Regions from separate parts of the Danio rerio genome. Here region 2 is linked to region 1. Evidence: chromatin contacts called from public HiCAR-type data. All regions are on one chromosome and are shown on one strand. The core of a region is the stretch at or near the end of the contact, and the rest is flanking DNA. Distances in the headings are between cores, read along the strand shown.

What was found. HiCAR-type assays count read pairs that join an accessible place to other places.
Region 2: a contact with region 1 is called in a HiCAR-type map of caudal fin, with 5 times the contacts expected there. The contact joins the promoter of frya here to the promoter of wdr95 in region 1. A contact is called at or near these places in 3 of 18 Hi-C or Micro-C datasets (caudal fin, hematopoietic stem cells and an unstated tissue) and 1 of 4 datasets of contacts at active chromatin or transcription factors (caudal fin).

Annotation. Positions count from the first base shown.
Region 1 is chr15:34,121,933-34,125,508 of GRCz12tu, reverse strand. It overlaps wdr95 (WD40 repeat domain 95), which reads right to left and starts at 1,598. Exons shown (of 29, transcript XR_012390934.1): 1 at 1,054-1,598. It overlaps tex26 (testis expressed 26), which reads right to left. Exons shown (of 7, transcript NM_001423546.1): 4 at 3,542-3,576; 5 at 3,203-3,379; 6 at 2,877-3,038; 7 at 1,505-1,866. The coding sequence ends at 1,775.
Region 2 is chr15:34,386,073-34,389,648 of GRCz12tu, reverse strand. frya (furry homolog a (Drosophila)) reads right to left here and starts at 1,675. Exons shown (of 61, transcript XM_073923799.1): 1 at 1,573-1,675.

The DNA of each region.
Region 1 (3,576 bases), core at 349-2,848:
TATATATATATACTTATATTTGTTGCAATTTTTAGTTGTATTTGTTTATATTTCACAATGAAAGTTTAACTATACAATTTATTTAATGTCTAAAAATTAAAAATTGTAAAACAAAAATTGTATTCATAGTTGTAAATAAATTTACAATTTTGAAGTAACCAATTTTTAATAAAAAGAAGAATAATTGAAAAATGTTCTTGTGAACTGGGAAGATTATCTTAATAAATGAAACAACTGAAAATAAACAATTCAAAAGCAGTTTGTTAGTGTAAAATCATTTAAAGATATTTTGTGCAATGGAAAGTTTTTATGCTTGCTAAAGTTTTTGAATCATTAAATCAATGAACAATCAACATCAAAAGAGAACCATTATTTCTAAGAGCAAATACAGTTCCACCATAAAGCATCAGTTCTGTTATAAAAAAAAAAAAAATATATATATATATATATATATATATATATATATATATATATATATATATATATATATATATGTGTGTGTGTGTGTGTGTGTGTGTGTGTGTGTGTGTGTGTGTGTGTGTGTGTGTGTGGTGTTGTATGCCATGCTAATCTGAATAAACAAAGGCAAGCATATCTCACTTCACTCTAATAAGAGAAAACTTAGCGCTTCCTAAATTTCATTTTGCAAAGCTAAAGCCAAGGGTGGGTTAAGCCAAATCAAATTGGAGCCAAGAAACATCTCCATATTTGTCTGTCAAAACATAAATGAATTAATCCTCAAGGACACAAACTGATTGATACAATGTTCCAGCAAGGCACCGACATCAACCATCTTCCTTACTCCCTGGCAACAGTAAACATTATGAACAACAGGAGGAGTGTATCTCAAGGTCAGGTGCTGCAAAATGACTGAATATCAATGTGGTGCGAAACCCAGACCTCATACCGAGATGAAAGCCGTGAAGCAGAACAAATGAGTCTCTGCATCAGAAGCTGCGTCAAAGTGGTGCTGAGCAAATTAAATGTTTAAACGAGGGAACAGGACGCTTTGTTCAGATATAGATCAATAAAAAGCAGAATAAAGCAGAATACCTGGGCTTGTTATGGGTCTCAAGTTGGGCTCCAGCAGATGAGGCCCGAATTTTCCTGCCTAGTGGCATATCGGGAGAGATCTGAGAGAGACTCTTGTCTTCTCAGTGTGACTTTCGTTCTCCTTAGAGGCTGCTTGCTTGTTTTGCTGCACGATCTATGGCTTAGAGAGCTTAGAGACAGAGCACACCTGAGTCTCAGGTTACCTGATATACAAAACACAGCGGGGTGTCTGCGCATGCAGTGTAACAAGAGCCTCATTCAATCCAATGCAGAAATGTCTGTTTGCCATAACATGACGCTCTTAATTTTTCACTTTTCTGAAAAGTATTTCAGTAAGATATCTGTGGTTTTTAAATAGTGTTTCTTTTTCACACCTTGTTGTGCACATCCGACTACTGCAAAATGACTAGCATTGAAATGGTTACCAGACATTACACAGTATGTATCCAATGCCTTTATTGTGCCAAGATCCTTAAAAATATATTGCATGCCTTATTATATAGTATAGATTTTTCAAGAGATTCATTATTCTCCATAAACAAATACTTAACATTATTTTTGAAATCTATTTTGTAATAGAGAATCTATTGCTAAAAAAAGAAGTTATTACCACTGTGTAGAGGGTTATGTCTATTAAACATTTTTCAGTGTATTATTAAACACATCATTTGAATATGTACAATAAAGAGACTGAGTGTTTTCACAGTTCACGATGGCATGTTCATAAAGGTCCTGGCCAGGCTGACATCCTCTCCAGTTTGCATCCATAAGCAGAGGGATTGGTTATGTGTAGTGACTTCACTTCCTTCTTTTCTGGGAAAAAATAAATAAAAATACTTAGCACATACATATATTTTACAATACTGTGAGAATTATGCTTAAGTCATGATGGTATACTGTTTCTGGGTCAAAGCTGTATGATTACTGTATTATTAGTAATGTTTGTTGAGTTTCCCTGTACAGTTTGATAGAGAGCTTGGACATGGAAGATGTTTTGAGTGATGTCAGACTTAAAAAGCGGATAGTATGCTATCCGAAAGAAGAGGTTGAGACCAGATCTTTGAACAAACTGAGGAAAAAATAGCGATAATGCAATTTTATAATGAGAATATTCAGGGGATTTATGACCTTTGATGGATGCATATCTATTGTAAGAGACCTCCGAAACTAATTAGGAACTTTTGAAACAGCATAACACATACAGTTGAAGTCAGAATTATTAGCCCCCCCTAAATTATTCGCCCCCGTTTAATCTTTTTCCCAATTTCTGTTTAACAGAGATTTCTTTAACACATTTCTAAACACAATAGTTTTAATAACTCATCTCTAATAACTTGATTAATTTAATAAATCTAATAACTTGATTAATTTTATCTTTGCCATGATGACAGTAAATAATATTTGACTAGATATTCTTTAAGACACTTCTATACAGTTTTAAATGGCATTTAAAGGCTTAACTAGGTTAATTAGGTTAACTAGGCAGGTTAGGGTAGTTAGGCAGGTTATTGTATAACGATGGTTTGTTCTGTAGACTATCATGAAAAATAGCTTACAGTTGCTAATATTTTTGTCCCTAATATAGTTTTTAAAAATTTAAAAAACTGCTTTTATTCTAGCCGAAATAAAACAAATAAGACTTTCTCCAGAAGAAAAAATATTATAAGACAAACTGTGAAAATTTCATTGCTCTGTTAAACATCATTTAGGAAATATTTAAAAAAAAAAAATCAAAGGGGGGCTAATAATTCTGACTTAAACTAGACTTTAATGCATTCAATTGTAATGTTTCAGTAAGAATGCACAGTATCAAACTATCTTACCTTTATTGGATAGTGTCTTACAAAACTGCAGAACAGTCTCAGGTGAGACTGACTTGAGCCCTGAGGAGACATCTGTATATTTTCTTGCAAAATGTTTATTGTATGTGCTCTGTAGTTTGCTGCGCTCCTGTTTATCGATGTGACTGTGATCAACTGTAGGAACTCAAATAAAAAATGTTATTCCTCTTTAACCTGTGTGACACACTGGTATAGTGGTGTTTTGATAACAGTATTTGAATAGTGTACCTCTTAAATTGAAACTAACCGAACAAACAAGTATTAATAGTCCACAGATACAGAAATGTTGTAAATTAGCAGAAGCTTACCAATTCCCCTTGCCGCTACACCATGCAGTTTATTGCATCCATAGCGAGTGGTGTTCCCCAACAGCTCAGGTTTAATAATGGGTGAGCAATAGTTGTGTCTCATTTCAGTTTGGGTGAAGTAATGGACAGCTTGATTGTGTTTAAAAGGCACAATAAAGGCATTTTTCTTCATGATCACTGTGATTTTGACAGAATACAATAAAAAAACACTGAGATGCTTGAGTAATAGTAACATCTACATCAGTCTTTAAATCTTATGTTGTGTTATGTTAATATTAAATAACACTTTCAATGCATAAAAACTGAATTAGTCTCTGTACAATAACTCCAAAACCTTACCTTGAGGTAATCCAAGAAAGTCAGATTTGTATGTC
Region 2 (3,576 bases), core at 426-2,925, 260 kb before region 1:
AACTGTCATGATATTTGTAATTGTTTATTTATATGTGCCGCATTGTCAATTTGTCATCTTTTCATTCAAAACCTGTAATCGATCTAATTTTTCCAGATCAGTTTTTTTCAATTACTTTCCCTATCATGTGACACCGATCTGTTAGGCCTTTATGTTTATACTTAAACTAGGACGATGGACACGTTCTTAAATAGTAATTCGCACTACATAGACGATTATTGGAAGCTGCGCCAGAGATGCCTTGAGACGGCATATTTTCCATTACATTAAAATTATTATTTTCACTCTTCGTTTATAAGAAAAAAACGACTGTTGGTTTTAGGCAATATATGTTTTCATTTCAGTTGGCGTTCAAGAAATACTCATAAATGGTAGATAGTGTGTTTCCATCAATTATTTTAAAATCAAGTAATGCACCCTTCATTCTGAAATCTCTTGCTTGTAATATGTGAGCATATTTACTGTACAAAACGTGTCCCTGAACTATGAGGGCAAAAGAATAAAATAAAATAATAAATTGTTCATTAATCATAATCAAGCCAAAATGTTCAATTAATCAAGATTTAGATTTTAGGGCAAATCCCCCAGCCCTAATAATAATAATTATTAGCTTCGCTTACTGTCAGTGATCCTCAAAAACTACATTTTGAGTAGCTTTTAAAAATACAGCAGACACCAAACTTGTATCTAAAGTATATATTTATATAATTTACCATTTAAAATATACAGTATTACTATAATTACTATAATAATGATATTTTTATTTATTTATTTATCATATTTTAAGTTCCCTCCAAGCATATTTTTTTAACACTGTTAAGATTATTCTAGGCTTAAATTTAAACTATTAGTAATATTTCACATTCAGCAGTGGTTCATACGCATATCTATCATTTATAAATAATAAAAAGCCTCAATTTCAGGGTTTACACAAGGAAAACAGCACTTTAACAAAGATATTTTTAAAAATAGTTTTACATAAGGTCTGGCAGTCCCTCTAGCTAGCAGCATGGGCTCATTTACATAAAAGAACGCCTACATACAGAATGGCTCTATATAATGTTTAACCATTTATTTAACCAGAACTAGTGAAAGATGGTACTGTATATCAAAATAATCAACGTCTGTTCATCTTCCTCTTTAAAAAATGATTAAAATTCAAACTTATAATACTTTAAAGAAACACATGTAGTCCAAGACACCTTCAGATAACGGTTTGGTGAATTACAGTATGCAAACTACAAGTATAGAATAGCAATTAAAACGTTTATAAAGGCAGTTCTTCTCAAAAGTGTTAAATAATGAGCTAATATTGTAAATACGTCAGTGTTTGATGCGCGAGAAATTATCCCGAAATAAACACATGCGCAACACTTCCCTCGACCACAATACAGCCTTATAAACTTCTGTATAAGACTTTAAAGCATATACAAACAATATAAGAGGCTGTAGTTGAGTAAATGTGAAGGATAATGTTCGAGTGATGAATATTTTATACAAAGTGTGGATTTACAGAGCTGACAGATTAAACCGCTCAAGATGTCAGTGGCAAATGAAAGCGAAAAGACGTACCTGAGAGGAAACGACTTTTTTTCTGACTATTGCTCCATCCCAAAGTTGCTGCGGCAGCGGTGAATTCTCGCACTTGCCTCGAGGTATGCAGAGCCTCTACCTCGTTACGACTGTCAATCAAACAAGTAGAGACAAGGCGTAAGCCCCGCCCACCCAGAAAGCCCCTCCCACTTGTAGCCCTCTGGCTGTCTCTTTCTGTTTTGACAGTCTGTGTGCATTACTGCCTTTACTCCTCTATCATTTAGCATGTTAATAATGTCAAGTCAGCTGTTCAGTGTAGAAAAAAATATATTGTATAGCCTAAGGTGTTTATTTTGATAAAAGGCAGGCTGATTGTACATTATGAATCATCCTTTACTACACTTTGCTACTATGCTAATAAACAAATACATGCACATTAAATATGAATGTGAGTTAGATTACTTTATCATCTTTCTTTTGTGTTCATGAAAAATAAGCGGATATAAAATTGCCAAAACAACAAATAGATTAGTGATTTCAAACAATAGCACTATTATGCATTCTTTCATCAATATTACATCCAGTTTTCAGCCAAACGTTTAAATTGAAGCTTGCATGAATCTGCATATTGTTTTAAATAAGCCCTTATTCTGAAGTCATGTTTTTGGCATATCTTTAAATAATTTATTTATTCAAATACAAGTCATTTTATAAGTGTTCCCTTATTATTTCATATCGGCCCTTATATCCTAACAAAATAACATACATGTAGTCATATGCAGGCTCTTTATCAGGTGTGAGCTCTCGTTTATAGCTCACCAATGACCAGCAGCGCGGGCAGTGGAGAGCTCATCTGAAGGTTTAGGGGAGGAGGACAGCTCTGTTGACTCTGCTGGAAGAGATGGAGAAAAGGTTATAGAACAGTTTTGTTGTCCTGCTGAAGAAACAGACAATTATGTAATTATTGACAAGTTTAATTAGTGCCTATTTGACTAATTCCTTCTCTATAAATTTAAAATATACTCTAATTATCTTAAAGGGATAGTTCATCCAAATATTAAAAAAAAGTCATCATTTGGTTCCCATTTACTTGTTTCAAACCTTTCAACACAAAATAAGATATTTTGAAAAAAATTATAAAACAAAAAAAAACTGTAACCACTGACTTTCATAGTATTTGTTTTTCGCCCACTATGGAAGTCATTGATTATGAAAATATCTTCTGTGTTTAACACACACACACACACACAGTATGCATACATATACAGTATATATATATGAGCAATATAACGAGTAGCAGTGCAAATTGGCTGTAGTTCGCCTTAGTGTTCCACCAGTGACATTATACAGCCATATCGCACTGCTACAAGAGTGACATTGTGTTTATACAACAGTTCGCCAGCATTATCGTATTAATTAAAAAAAGAAATTCAAACACAGAGTCAAAAAAAGCCTTTTGTATGAGGAACTACTTTCTCCCACCATTCCTTCACATCTGCAGCTGACGTCAGAACAGCAGAAACCTTTGCTACTACACCAACATCCCTTTACAGCTAGTGTTAGAATGATTTGCGTAATATCTAAAGTGATGATAAAACAGCTGATTTTGCTCACATTTTAAGATTATAAGGCTGAACGGCATGAAATGCCATCTGTATACAGAGATTTCACAGTATTTCTCTGTTGCAATTGGGATATTACAATAATTAACGTCAAAAAAGCCAAAGCAAAGCAAAAACACTATCAGAAACATTACCAGACTGGTATACAGTAAATACAACACTACAACATACAACAGAAAAAGATTGAATAGAAAAGTCACTTACCTGTTTTATAATGTTTTGATCAGCTTTAGTTTGTAATTACGTTGAGTTTTTCTGCCCTAAGGGCTTATTATGCGGCCTCTGTCACCATCTTGTGAATGGACAACATCAACCATCTTTGCTCTGCTTAGTATGACAGGCTGATGGATGCCGATGCGCTGTATCTCCGAAATTATAAATATCTAAAATAGGCAATGTCCTTATAAATGAATTACATAGT